Linked DNA regions of Gossypium hirsutum: region 2 is linked to region 1. The links are chromatin contacts, called in public Hi-C maps. All regions are on one chromosome and are shown on one strand. Each heading gives the region's core, a stretch centred on a gene start, on an enhancer-like site or on the middle of the called end of the contact. The rest is flanking DNA. Distances are from core to core; before and after follow the strand shown.

The links. Hi-C and Micro-C count contacts between places; a contact is called where the count stands out from the background.
Region 2: a Hi-C map of leaf shows a contact between it and region 1, with 2.0 times the contacts expected there. The contact joins the promoter of LOC107893708 here to the promoter of LOC107887232 in region 1. A contact is called at or near these places in 3 of 34 Hi-C or Micro-C datasets (leaf and seedling).

Annotation. Positions count from the first base shown.
Region 1 is chrA03:50,672,272-50,679,664 of Gossypium_hirsutum_v2.1, reverse strand. LOC107887232 (protein transport protein SEC23) reads right to left here and starts at 4,078. Exons shown (of 12, transcript XM_016811411.2): 1 at 3,027-4,078; 2 at 2,769-2,942; 3 at 1,847-2,008; 4 at 1,182-1,324; 5 at 1-11. The coding sequence starts at 3,770.
Region 2 is chrA03:50,908,774-50,916,166 of Gossypium_hirsutum_v2.1, reverse strand. LOC107893708 (WD repeat-containing protein LWD1) reads right to left here and starts at 3,124. Exons shown (of 1, transcript XM_016818766.2): 1 at 1,959-3,124. The coding sequence starts at 3,124. The coding sequence ends at 2,084. LOC107893709 reads left to right here. Exons shown (of 8, transcript XR_005914960.1): 7 at 1-938; 8 at 1,959-3,262.

The sequences.
Region 1 (7,393 bases), core at 2,829-5,328:
CAAGCATGCCACTGAAAGAAAAATTAAAAAGAAAAGGAGAGCTTAGAATGAGTTTGAAATTAATATCCAATAAGCCTTAATCCCAATATCCAAATCCTTTTGTGGTCAGCTACAAGAACCAAGACATGGAATCATTTACATCGTACACTTGAACCCTCCTCCAATTATTCCCATCCACCACCATCCTCTTCTAATAGCTACAAATAATTATGACCTTCACACTTGAGTTTCTTTTATATCCCCTTCAACCTTTCACCCCATGCAACATCAACTTGAACCCCTACCTTATACCCTTTGATCTCGTCAGCCAATACATAATCATTCACAATTAGCATATACACCAAGATATTTAATATGCCTTCCATTATCTCAACCATCAGTATGACAAAGAGAAATGACTCGCGATGATCTTTGGTGCACCTCCTAACTGGAAACCCATCCTTCTCTAGAAATGCTTACGTTCATAACCACTCTTTCAGCATTTCCCATATTATGCTAAGAAAGGAACTATCTTATTGTTCGAAGTCCACCAAAGAATGAGTTTGAATTTTAAACTAAAGATGATATTTCTGGGTCTCTAAAACTACAGCCGAAGATAAGTTACAGATAATGCATGCAGATACAAAAATTAACCTAAAGCAATAGCAAAACTAAAGCTAAAGTAATTTAACGGGTAACCATGACAGGGAGTTAGTTCATTTATGGCAATCAATGCTCAATTCAAAATCAGGAAATTTAACAGAAACCAGCAAGGACACTCCCATTGCTGCACTGTAATACTTGTACTACTTTCAACAATGCAAGCACTCACCTTTGAAACCTTTAGGAAGATTGATTAAGCCAACATAATTATGGCAACATAGAATACTGGCATTTAATCATTTTCACAGATGCAGCTTTCTGACATTTGATAAATTTGTTCTCTGTTTAATTGCAAGGTCAGCAAGGTATGTAAAAATTTTACATTCTCTAACAGTAGCATCACCTAGTGCAGAATGGTGCCACAACTAAGATATGAGGGCATCTAGAACTCCAACAAATAACACAAGGACAATTAGAACTGGAATAAAAATGTGAACTTACCAATAGAATGCAACTATATAGTTATTTATAACAGCATGAATAAGACAAAAGTAAACTCAAAGTTGAACAAGAAGCTTAGATGTGGCACAAGAACTAACTTAAAACATAGGCCAAGAGACTGTTCCCCATCTTCAAAGACACGCTTGAAAGAGTCTTTGAATACAGAATGACCAAAACTTTCAGCTAGAACAACAAGTCCACCTGTCCTTTCAATTGCAACTTTCATTTCAGCAACTCCAACCTAAGAACATACAAAAAGACATAACATATTTATGTACAATTTACATTTTGAAGAATGTTAATCTCAATAGGAATTGTCATTAAACTAAAAGGTTAGTACCAATGGTAAGTGGACTAGATATTAGCATCCACAGTTTTTCGTAAAATAAGGCATTCATCACAAGCCACCAATTGAAAAAAAAATGGCAATTAAAGACATGTCCTCAGATTTCCACAATTTTATCTAATGTGTAAATTTTAAATTATATAGGATACTTAAGGTTTCCAAATAAATTACGTCCTAAATCCCATCAGCTTCAACAGGTTCTTTAATCCATAGTATCAGTTAGAAGGCAGCAGAAAAAAATTGGAAATGAATCCATCCTTATTAAGAGAGCCATACAACATTTAACCAGAGAGGACAGAAGATGAAATTGGGCACATTGAAAATCTGACTTAAGCATATTGATGCAAGTCAATCTAGATCTGCATAGAGACAGAATGACAGATTCATTAGAGAACTTAAAAGTTGGACAAGACAGACCTGATCAAGTGCAGATGCAAAAAGGTCAAGAACATGACCCTGGTCGACCAGTTGTTTTGCAAGACTATCATAAAATTTGACTGCTTTCTTAAAATATGGTGCAGCATCCTTAAAAAGATCTTTATGTGAACGTAAAGGTTCTGACAAGTCTTTGGATACAATCTGCAAAAATCACATAAACCAGTATCATTTTGATGACAGCCAAGAAATACAAATTAAACCAGGAGCAATGCTCAAATCAATATCTTTTCAATCTCCATTTTCTCAATTCAATCACAGTTGTGTATGAATCATTCCTACAACTACAAGGTATTTAAGACCAACATTCATCTTGCACCAAAGAAAAAGTAAATATTCGGGGGACAAGATCTACTTAACTATAAAGCTAACATAAAAGTTCATCAAAGGGTCGGAGACAGAAAGAAGGTAGTTAACAGGAATAACATTAATGAAATAGAATCTCTGTTTTAAAACAATTGCACAAAGTAAATGCACACACACTCAATGTTAACAAAAACATGACCTCTAAAAAAAGTAATTACAGAGCCAGTTTGCTTGTTTATATTGCCTGCAACTTTTAACAAATATCATCCCCAAAGAAACATGACACAGAAACTTCACATCATTTTTAGGGAAATAATAGTTTTAACCATAGAGAGAAGAAAAATGCACCTATATATTAGTGTGTGGGAGTGAACAGAAACATTCAAAATTGGGGGAAAAATAAAGTTCATGCTAATTACGACAAATCATACCCATCTCAACCATGACATATTGTTGGTGTAACATCCCAAAAATTAAATACCATTCATAAGAAAACGAATGGCAAATGCCTCACCACCGGCAACATAAATACTTCCTTTCATTAAGTTGTGGAATGCGTGAAAGTTCAGAAGCTAAACAGAAAATTTAATGGCATTACCGTGCCTGGCCCTTCAGTACATGGCCCACCAACCAAAGCAATAATCCTAGCACCAGTACCAGGCAAGCAGGCCCCAAGAAATCCTGCTGCAACACTTAAGGCCACTCCAGTGCACCTAGACGCCCTGTGTCCCGCTTGTACGGGCCATTGATCCGTTTGCAACTCATCCAAGAGCTACATTGAAATCAACCGACCACTAAATAAAAGAATTCAAACATTGGAAAAACTAATTCCTACAACAAATAAATCAAAACGCACTGAATTGAGCGTGAATTCACAATCAGAAGCGGGCAATAAAAACCGATTAACAACTGTATTCGTAAATCCATTTTGCAGTCCTTTCGGATATCCAGCCGTTGGCCGCCCCCCAGCAGCACGGAGGCCTAATTGCTCCAAAACCTGCTCCTTGGGAATCTCCTTACTCCCCTTGAAAACATAGACCTTCGACATTTCCGTGAACCCCAATTCATGGACAAGTGCTTGAGTCCCGAAAGATACGAAACCGACAAGAGCTTGTTCCGGCAACAATCCAATAGCCTGTTTCAACGCCGATTTAGCAAACACTAGCTCTTCCTCGATCATACAAGTGTCTAACACAAAAACAAAAACCGGCTGCAATTGAGGAGCATTGGAAGGGTTGTTGGGGTAGGGATCCATTTGAAGCGTGTATTGCACGGTGGTATATTGCGGGTAGAGTTCGCAAGGCAGGTTCGTTTCGGAGATCATGGCATAATGCGGCGGAAATTGGTTGCGCTGGTAACAAAACGGACAGATCCAGATCTTGGCGAGGAAATCAACGCGCGAATAGGCGTTGAGGACAGCGGAACATGTCCGGCAGCGGAGAGGAGCGTAAGGGAGAGTAGGAATGTCCGAGTGAGGGCGGATCGGAGCGATGGAAGCGGCCAAGGGAATGACGCACTTGCTGGCTTCAAGCTTGGTGCGAGGCCAGACGTTCCATGTCATCCGTACGCCGTCAACCCCTTCGGGATCGGAGTTCGCCATTATCCGATAAGTTTGAAAACAACTTGGAACCAGATAAATTCAGAAAGGTTACTTGTTCTAGGGTTTTTCAGATTCTTACATAATAGTAACCGAGTGAGTGAATGAGAATTTAGGGTCTATTTCCTTTTTGCTTGTTTTACAGATTTTATGTCGACCCCATGAGAAACTGAAGTGAAAGGGGTCACCGGAAGATCAAATATTGGATTATAGAATCAAACAATAATGAAATACATCTACACTTATCCATACTAATATAACAATTCAAATAAAAAGCAAACCTAATTTTTAAAAATCTACACTTATCTACTAATTCAAATAAAATAACCGATGAGGGATTTTTTATAAAAAATAACCAAAAATCAACTATTTTTTTAATTAAACACAAAAAATAATCTAAAATTTATAGTCTATAGTAAAAGTTGGTAGAGCTAAAGAGTTTCTACCAACGTGCCACGGCAGTAACTAGAAAAAAATTAATTTTTTAGTAGAACTATATAGAATGACGCCACTTGTATAAATATTAGAAAAATACTATAATTTTTTAAATATGAGAGACTTTAAAAAAATTTTATTTTTTATTAGAGTCATTTCATTTGGCGCCACTAGATTGACCGACACCCTTTTACTTTTTTTTTTGTCCATTCTTTCTATTTTTTTTACTTTTTTTAAGTTTTATCTTTATTCTTATTTATTTTATTTACTTTTTATTATTAATTTTAAAAAATTTAAAATGTATATTTGAAATGTTTTATAATATATATTTTTTAAAATTTTAAATATTATTTTTTAAATATTAAATATATTTTTTAATAATATAAAACATTTAAATATTTTAAAGATATGACCTTTCAAATTTATTATTAATTTTATAATATTTTAAATGTATATTTTAAATATTAAATATTTTTTAAATTTATTTTATGATATTTTAAATTATGATTTTTAAATTATTTAAAATATATTATTTTTAAAGATATGAACTTTCAAATTTATTATTTGTTTTATAATTTTTTAAATATATTTTTTAAATATTTTTTAAATTTTAAATATAATTTTTATAAATTATTAATTTTAAAATTAATTTTAAAGATATTCAAACGTTTTTTAAAATTAAATTTAAAATTTTAAAAATTAATATTTTATTTGGTGGAGCCATTTAAAATGCCTCCATTACTTTAAAGTGTACTTTTTTATATTCTTTTAATATAAAAATTTAATATTTTATTTTGGTTCTCTACCATATATAAAATAGTGAAATTGTTGTGTTTACTAAGAGAGTTAAAAAAATCTATTCAAGATGAATAATGAGGTGTTTTTGGTGTATGTTCTTTTTTTATGGTGAAATTATAGAAGATGATATTGGTTGTGTATTTCAAGGTCGGCAAAGAGTAGGTTTGCGATTCAAAAAAAATGTGAAGCTAGCAGAAATGAAAAAAAAGATCAGTGCGAAAATAGCTATCCGTTGTGGAAAGGAGATGTCCAAATTATTTTACAAGTTTCCAGTCTCTACAAATCCGTTCAAATTTTGTGAGATGCAGCTGTTAGATGATGATGACTTGGGCACTATGATGGAAATATGGTGGTCGATTGGGAGTGAAAACTCTCAACCAGTTGAATTATTTACCGAGTTAGCAGACTTAAAGCCTGTTGAAAATGTTAGTCCAATAAGTCAACATTGCGAATTTGACTTTGATCTTAATGTTGGATGACAGACCAATTAGAATGTGAAGGGACATCGCAGATACCCAAAAATCCTAATTATGGTGGGAGTTCGTATAACAACCCTACTCCCGGTCCCTGTCTACAAATACATCCGGAGGTGATAATAAGCATAGAGGCAAATGTTAGAGAAATGACCAATAATGGTGAAGATTCTGATCAAGACGTTGAAGATTTTAGTGACTCCGATGTTGATGAGGTTCCAGACGATATCGATGATGAAGGCCCAGAGCAGGTTGAAGATGTTCACGGCCTTTTATTCAATAACCCGAGTCGTGGTATTATTTTACGAAATAAACTTGAGGGCGACATGTTAAACGTAGATCCAGATGCAGGGTATGCATCCGAGTTTCTTGTGTACGCCGATATAGTACGTGCTCATAGATTGGCGGTAAATTCACAGTTCGAGGAGTTGTTCGTTGGGCAACAGTTCGAGTACAAGGCGAACTGTGTGTTTGCCATCAAACTATACAACATGAAGTTGTCGATTGATTACAAGGTTGTCAAATCTACACCGACATTATATGTTGGGGAATGTTGGAGAGGTGGCGATGGGTGTGGTTGGCGAGTTCGAGCTGCATTTATACAGACTACTCAACAGTGGCAAATACGAAAATTAGAAGGGTGTCATACATGTACTGTTGCACGTATGTCTCAAGACCACCAGAAATTGGATGCCAAAAGTATTTGCAACTACATCATGCTACTAGTGAAAGATAGCCTAATCATTCTTGTGTCAACATTGATTGCAGACATACAAGCTCGATTTCAGTACAGAGTGTCGTACAGGAAAGCATGGTGAGCGAAACAAATTGCTATGCAACAATTGTACGGCGACTGAGATGAGTCATACAATGAACTTTAAGGTTGGATTTCAATAATAGTGGAATACATCCCAAGAACTTGTTCTAGACTTTCGATCCATGTGTTAGGGCCTTCCCCCACTGCAAACCCCTAGTGCAAGTTGATGGAACATGACTTTATGGAAAATACACGCAGATACTTCTGATTGCAGTTGCACAAGACAGTAACGGAAATGTACTACCAATCGCTTTTGCCATCATGGAGTCCGAGAACTCCGAATCGTGGACGTATTTCATTCAAAACTTGTGGAGACATGCTGTTAGGCAAGACAACATTTGCATTATCTCCGATAGATCGAAGGGTCTTGTTGCTGCGATTCCACAATCAGAGGTTCCGTGGAGGTCTGTCTATTGTATTCGTCACATCACTGTCAACTTCTATAATGAGTACAAGAACAAAGACTGGCACAAACGAATTATGAAGATGGGTAAAAATATCATATTTAAATTTGTATTTGTAATTATTTCGAGCCCATTTCCTAATTCGAATGGTAATATATTTTATCAGAATACATACGTAAGATACGAGCTAAAAACACACCGTTTCGATATAAGTTGGCGAGGTTAGAGATTGATATGGCGGGGTCTAATCCTTCTCTCAGACAGTGGTGGGGTAGTATGGAGCCGTGTCAATGGGCTCAATATTTTGACAAGAGGTACCGGTATGGTCAAATGACAACTAACCTCGTTGATGCCATTAACTCCGTCTTGAGGTGTACGCGTCACTTACCAATTTCAACGGATTTTTTAGCCACATTTTACAGGCTAGAAACCTTAATACCCAAAATGGGGTTGAAACAAGCAAAACAGTTAGAGGCAGGACACGTGTATGTCGAAAAAATTAGGGATGCCATGAAAGAAAACACTCAAAGGTCTAGGTCGATGAATGCAGAACTATATTCCCGAAATTTGGAAACTTTTCAAGTGACAGAGTATATCAGTCATCGGTCGAGGATCTCGCCACGGTCCTACGGAATTGATCTCTGAAATAGGAGGTGTGACTGCGGGATGTTCCAAACACTACGGTATCCATGTACACAT
Region 2 (7,393 bases), core at 1,875-4,374, 240 kb before region 1:
TATATCCGGTCACTTTCTTCAGACCTGCTTATCGACCCATTGTTGGTTGACGAGGTGGAATACTTGCCCAACCAGCTTTGTCAAGACCAAAAACTGCTCTTTGATTGCATTAACGAAGTAGTCAGAGAGGTTTGTGAGTACTATTTTGGTTCCCCTAGTGTTTCATTTGTTAAACCCAATATTCGTCCTATCCCAAACATGAAAAATACAATTCAAGAAGTCTGGGAGGGAGTTTATTGGCATTTGCTCCCAACTCCATTGCCTTGTACTCTGGACCTGATAGTCCGAAAAGACCTGGCTAAGACTGGAACATGGATGGACCTTCAACTTGACACTGGTTATATTGGTGTTGAGATTGGTGAAGCCATCTTCGAAGATTTAGTGGAAGACACCATAACAAGCTACATAAATGGAAGTTGGGAATGTGAATATAATGTGCTTCCAGCTTAGCTTAGCTTAGCTGAAGGACAACGACGATAACCTTGACACGTACAAGGCAACTGAGTCGGTTTTGTTCATACTTCATACCAATAATGACCTCATTTTGGATCGGAGTAGGGAGAAAAGCAAGATGGTTGAGTTTTCTGAAAACCAAGCAAGAAAATGCTTCATTTAACTCTCCTTAAAGTGCTTTAGAGAATGAATGTGATGGCTCTTTTCCATTGAAATCATGTAGATACGCAGCAACCCAAATGCCTACTTCATGTGTCGTGATCTTTAACACCCAAATGAGGGAGAGGGTGCAGGTGGTGACAAACTAAAATTTTCTCTAGAGCTTGGTGCGTATTGCTTCCGTGTTCTTTACTTTGATTTCATTTGTTCTAGCGTGCTTGGGTTGTTAAGAGTTTCTCGCAGGGAATTTAAATCGCTGTTTGCATATGGATTGTCGGTCGTGAATGTAATACCAGTGACAGAGAACCCCCCTTAAACCCTAAACGGTGAGTGGTGTTGTGGCTACTTTGATAATGGCGCATGGTATTATGTACTTGAATAAGCAGTACTTGCTGAAAATAATAATAATACAACACTGATATGTTAAATCCTTGTTCGTATAAATTCTGATATATTTTAGTAATTTTGTGTTATAAAGATATTGAGAAAATTGTGAAGAATGTAGTAGAAGAAATTATAAAAATTAAAAATATATATATTTGATAACTGAAAAATGTAGTAAAAAATAAAATATTTTGTTATTTTGATTCGATGTTTGGGTCGGATATTGTACACATTTAAAAGGATATTGTACACATTTAAAAGGTAATGTTATGTTAATTTTAAATAGGGTAAACTATAAAAATAGTCATTTTTGTTTGTCTCATGTTACATTTTAGTCATTTATGTTTGAAATATTAAGTTTTAGTCATTTATGTTATTATTTTACTACGAAGTGATCACTCTTCCATTAAATTTTATTATCTCCCTAACGGTAATCTTACGTGGCAATCTAACTAGATATTACTGAATCTGCTAATACATACTTCATCAGGATAAAATATGCATTATTAAAATTAAATTAAAATATTAAATAAGAAATAAAATTATAAAACAATATGTTATTTAGAAAATAACTATTATTGTAATGAGATACATATTTTATTAAATATAAGTATTTAAAATTTTATTTTTGTAATGTGATACATGCGTAAATATATTAACAAATTCAGTAATATTTAGTTGGACTGCCACGTAGGATTACAGTTAGGGAGTTAATAGAACTTAACAGAAAAGTGATCACTTCGTAACAAAATAATAATATAAGTGACTAAAACGTAATATTTTAAACAAAAGTGACTAAAATGTAACATGACATAAAGTGACTATTTTTATAGTTTACCTTTTAAATATCAAAAAATGGTGGAATGTTGTTTTTCTTATCGACGTCGTATCAAATGCCGGCTTATTTTACGTAGAGATTTGTATTTAAGTTGCAAAATATTTTGTGAAATGAAAACTTGCAGTTCAGTCAATTTTAAATCGAGTTTGAATTCAGAAGTGAAACTCGATTCTTAACTCAAATGGAAGATCAAGCAAGCATGTTGGTTAATGTCAAAACAAACAGAAAAACCTAACTTCACACTGCAATTCATACCCTTAGAATCTGAAGCTTAGTGGAGAAGGCAATGGCCACCCAATCAGGCTGAGACGACGACCATTGCAACTGTTCAATTTCGGCCCCAGCTGTGTATGCAAGAATAGGGTCAAGCCCACCTTCAACAGGCTGACCCATCGAAGACAAATCCCAAATCAACGCCTGAGAATCATCGCCGGCAGTGCAAATGTGGCAGGAACTATGGGGAGCCCAAGCGACGGCATTGACGCTCGCCTGGTGTCTCCGCAACTCAACCACCGGCAACGTCGGGAAACGGATATCCAAAACAACCACCTTGGCACTATCCATTATAATGGTCGCCATATATCTGGGGTCCTGCTTGTTCCACCCCAACCGCACCAGCGGCGCGTCCGGCTCCGAACTCTCGTAGATGATCGTCGAATGTTCCTTGTCGCGTAAATCGAAAACCCTAACGGAACCGTCGGCTGAGACGGAAGCGAAAACCCCAACTCCGCCCCAAGCGATGTCGTAAACCTCCTTATCGTGGGCAATTAACTGGGTATCCACTGTTTCCTTCTCGATATCCCAAATAGTGCAAGTCGTATCAATGGAGGAAGTCCCGATTCGCTTCGGCTCCGCCTCGTTCCAGTCGAAAGACGTAAGAGGCCCGCAAAATTCACTGTTCTTATTGCCATTAAGGAGCGATTTGAGGTCAACGCGGGAACCGTCATCCGAGATCCGCCATATGCGGAGAAAATCGGAGGAGGTAGCGAGAAGATCGGGTTTCTGGCAATCCTTGTCGGGAATGAAGATGGTCTTAGTAGCGGGATAGGGATGGTCGAAGGAGAGGTTGGGATCCGACCGGATTTCGCCATTGGAGTCGTCGAGTTGAACAATCTGGAGACGGTTAGGGTATTGCTCGAGGAGGCTGGCGATGGCGAGTCGGTACTTTTTGTCGCGGCGGACGCTCCAATTCATAGCGTAGATGTACCAGGGAGCTTCATATGTGTATATCTCCGATCGTTTTTGCTGCTCGTCGGAAACTTCGGGGTTCGGATCGCTGGTGGCCGTCATTACCAACGCCGCCGCTGTCAGCTATTTTTTACTCTTAGCAGATAAAGAAAGAAAGGTTGGATTGGTGTGAAGATTATGGAAGATAACGTGTTCTGACGACATTCCTTTTTCATCTACTTAATGGCAAAAAGTTATATATGCTTTTTGTTTTAATATTTAGTCGTTAAATACTCCGCTAAATATTATATTATTTCATTCCATAACAAAAATTTTTAAAGCTAAATTATTTATATAAGTTTTCTAAAGTTACTTTATTCTTCATCATTTTAAATTTTTTTTTTAAAAGGAATCGAACGATGCCGTTTCAGGCAGTGAAACAGAAAACATAATATATATATATATGTAAAAGAACTGGGTGTCTTATCTGCAGAAATATAAAATTGACTATTGCAGTAACAGTAGCCATGGTCAAACTCAAGGTCCTGCTTTTTCACCTTTGCATAAGAGTTCAATGTTCTAGCTCAAAAGACGAAATGAAGAAGTATATATTCATGGAAATGATACTCACCAGAGACGCCAATGACACATCCATGTCAGGGAAATCAATTTGAAGGAAATCCAAAACGTTTTGGACACCCTTTGGTACCAAGCATCGCCAGTACGGTGGGTGAATCTCAAATAAAGATTCTTCCCAGCAATGACACATTTAATACCTTGAAGCCTGGCAAACCTACTTGATCTGCAACAAAAATCCAGCACCCATTTTAGCTTCAACTTAAATGAATTAATCCAAAAATGAAATATATATAAAAACAACAGCCAAGGTCTTATAATTTTTAGGTTCCTCCAAATAAAACTTCAAATCAGCTACCCTAGGTGCTCTAGCCATCCCACCTCTCAATAGCACACTAAAAGCTCCACCAGACAAATGAATAACCTTACATCCCCTATTAGTGCCAGCCACCAAGCACCCCTCTATGGTTGTCATAGGAATTGATTTTCTATTAAGCAACAACGACCCATAAATTTTCGCGAGAATCTGTACATATCCAATCGGAGTCTCACAACACTGTCTTAAAATCGACTCGTAATAGAATCCAACTTAGGATAATCCCAATAATGGCTTCCTCGTTAATCTCTTTAATGTCTCATGCCTGACCACGATCGCTCTCTTGCAATCACCTACACCATATTTAGTTGGGGTGAATGGAATAGAGCTGTAATGGAATAGAGCTATAATCAGTAATTCAATTGTTTGGTTGGATGGAATGAAATAGAGTTGTAATAGCAAGGCTTAAATGACTAGAGTAGAGGTGATGTGAGCCCAAGTATCAAGCCCAAAACTAATTCGGACAAGTCGAGACTGTAACAGCCTAATTTTCAGTGGTGTCAGGAACAGTGATTTGAGATCACTAAATTCGATAAGTGAGTCAAAAATTTAATAAATTAATACCTATGAGTCAAGTGTGAATATAGAAGTATTTTTGAATTAGTGAATTTGGTGATTTAAAAGAATTAATTAGGCAAATTGGGTCGAGAATGAGGTATCGAGACCTCGACTTCATAAACCGAGCCATAAATATTTTTATAAATATTTATGGAGTGTTAGTGAGTTAGTGTTAAAGTTTCGTTAGAAAATTTTAACGTTTGGATAGTCAATTTATTAAAAAGGACCAAATTGAAAGAGGTGCAAAATTTGTTAAATAGTGATTAAATAGCTTAAGTGATTAATAATGAGGGATTTAGAAGGAATTAGACCCAAATTAAATGGGTTGGATGGTCTGGGCAAGAAAATCAGCAAGAAATTAAGGAGAAATAAGGGTAAAATTGGAAATTTAACAAATTTAGCATATAAAATAAAGACAAAATTGAAAAATCTAAAGATATCATCATTTTTCTTCAGCCAAAATGCCATGGGAGGTCTGAAAGAAGCTGGTTTTTCATATTTTTCCATATGTGAGTTCAATTCTTGCTTTTTATTTGAGATTTTTATGTTTTTGTAACTTTTAAAATTAGGTTCAAGTATTTAATTCATTAGTTTTTGATTTTATGGACAAAATTGAAAGTTACCATTGATAAGTTTTGGTTTTTTATGATGAATTAACATGGATTTGAAGCTTTAATTTTGTTGTATGATGATTTTATCAAGTAATTTCAATAGAAATTGATTTTAGGACCTAATTGTGAAAAAGTTGTGAATTAAGGTTTAGTGTTGAAATTATGATTATCAAAGATTTTGTAATAGTTTATAATAATGGAATAAAGTAGTTTAGAATAATGGAGTAAGGTTTTAATTAAGAAAAATTAGCTTAATTGATGGGTGAATTGTACAGGGACTAAATTGTAAAAGCTGTAAAATTTAGGGTAAAAGTGTAATTTTGAAAGTTGAAGGGCATAAATTATGAAGTGAATTAGAACTGAAATGAATGCTAATGAATGGAAACTTCTATATTATAGATCTAGAATCCGAAAATAAACATGGAATAGAGGAAATTTCCGATTAGTCCCTGAATTTTCATAACTTCTACAAATAGGCTCAGGTAAGTTCATATGGTTGAACTTGTTTATTAATTGTTAATATGGGAATGATGTAATGTGTTATTTCATATATTTTCTATTGAATTGTTAATATCAAGAAACAATGTGAAAATTGAATTAGAAGTTCAAATAGAGGAAAAGCGCAAGATTGGTATGCTCGTGTTGTGACCTGTGATGAATTGACGGATAAGACCATGGTTTTTCCATGGAAAAATGTGAAACGTAGGTATGGTATTTCCATATTGAGCTATGATACGTAGGTATGGTATTTTCCATACTGAGCTATGATACGTAGGTATGGTATTTTCCATACCGAGTTGTGAAACGTAGGTATGGTATTTTCCATACTGAGTTGTGAAACGTAGGTATGGTATTTTCCATGAGGAAAATCATATTGAGCTGTGAATCGTGGCATTAAGCAAACGACGTACTCAAATCTGTAAGACGTTCTCTAGTTTAACAAGTGATGGTAAGTGACAATTGAAATTACGTGCTGAAATCTAATTTGATGTTTGAAATTGAGCTCAATGAAATGAATTCATCGTGTGAAATTGTGGATGGCAAAAGATATGTGTATAAACTTGCTTATTGAATTGCTATGGTATTTTGGTAAGATTTATATTTTGAGCCTATGAACTTAATTACTAAGCTTACATAAGCTTACTCCTGTGTGTTTAATGTTCTTTGTAGATTAACTTGGGGTCGGCGGATCAGATCAACACATCAGGGCAAACTATCCAAATTACTTCGGTAAATTTTATCATGCATCTTAAGGTTTATATGGCATGTATAGGGTTTAATTGAAAGGAAGTGAAGGTGTTATAAGCTTAGTTATCAACATTTTTCACTAAAATAGTTTTGGATAGCAGCAGTGGTCCAAATTTGAAAAATCACCAAAAATTTTGGAAATCGAAATAGATGTTAAATAAAATATGAAATTAAATCTTATTTAGTCTAGTTTTACATATAAGAAACGGTGTAAGCAAAAGAGTTTCATTTTATGAGATATTTGAATTTTTATGAGACAATGTCAAAATGATTTCGGGTTCCCTTGTTCTAACTTTGTAAAATCATTAAAAATATATAAAAATACTTGGGGGTTTATTAAAATAATTAATTAGTATATTTTCAAAAGAAACAAACAGGAACATTATTCGAATCTCGTATGAGGATATAATTAATTTTTAGTAAAGAGGGGTTGAAACTGTTGGACAACGAAACAGGGGAGACTTTAAAGAATAAACTGTACTTATTGGTTAGACCAAAAATTCTGAAAATTTTATGGTAAGAAGATATGTGAGTATAGTTTTAGGAAAAATTAGCAAATCTTAATTTGAAGTTCTGTAACTCAAGATATAAATGATTTAGTGACTGTGACTCGAGTGGACAGCTTTGATATGAACATAAGTAAATAATGGAATTATGTGAAATTATTTTGTAAACTCCGATAACATCCTGTAACCCTGTTTCGAAAATAGATGTGGGTTAGGGGTGTTACATTTATTGGTATCAGAGCTTCGGTTTAGTTGATTCTCAGATCGAATGAGATGCGTAAAGTGTCTAGAAATATATGCCATATAAATCTGTGATAGTGTGATGTGTATGATCCAATCTAATTTTTGTTTTACTTATAGACATAAATACTTTTCAATAGAGTTATTTCAGAAAGTGTTGAAAATGACACTAAGGTGTCTGAGTAAGAATGTGTTTATGATGATTCGAAACTTGGAAAGTTATGAAAAAGAGTTCATGATATGGATATGATGATATACGAAACGAAATAATCATAAA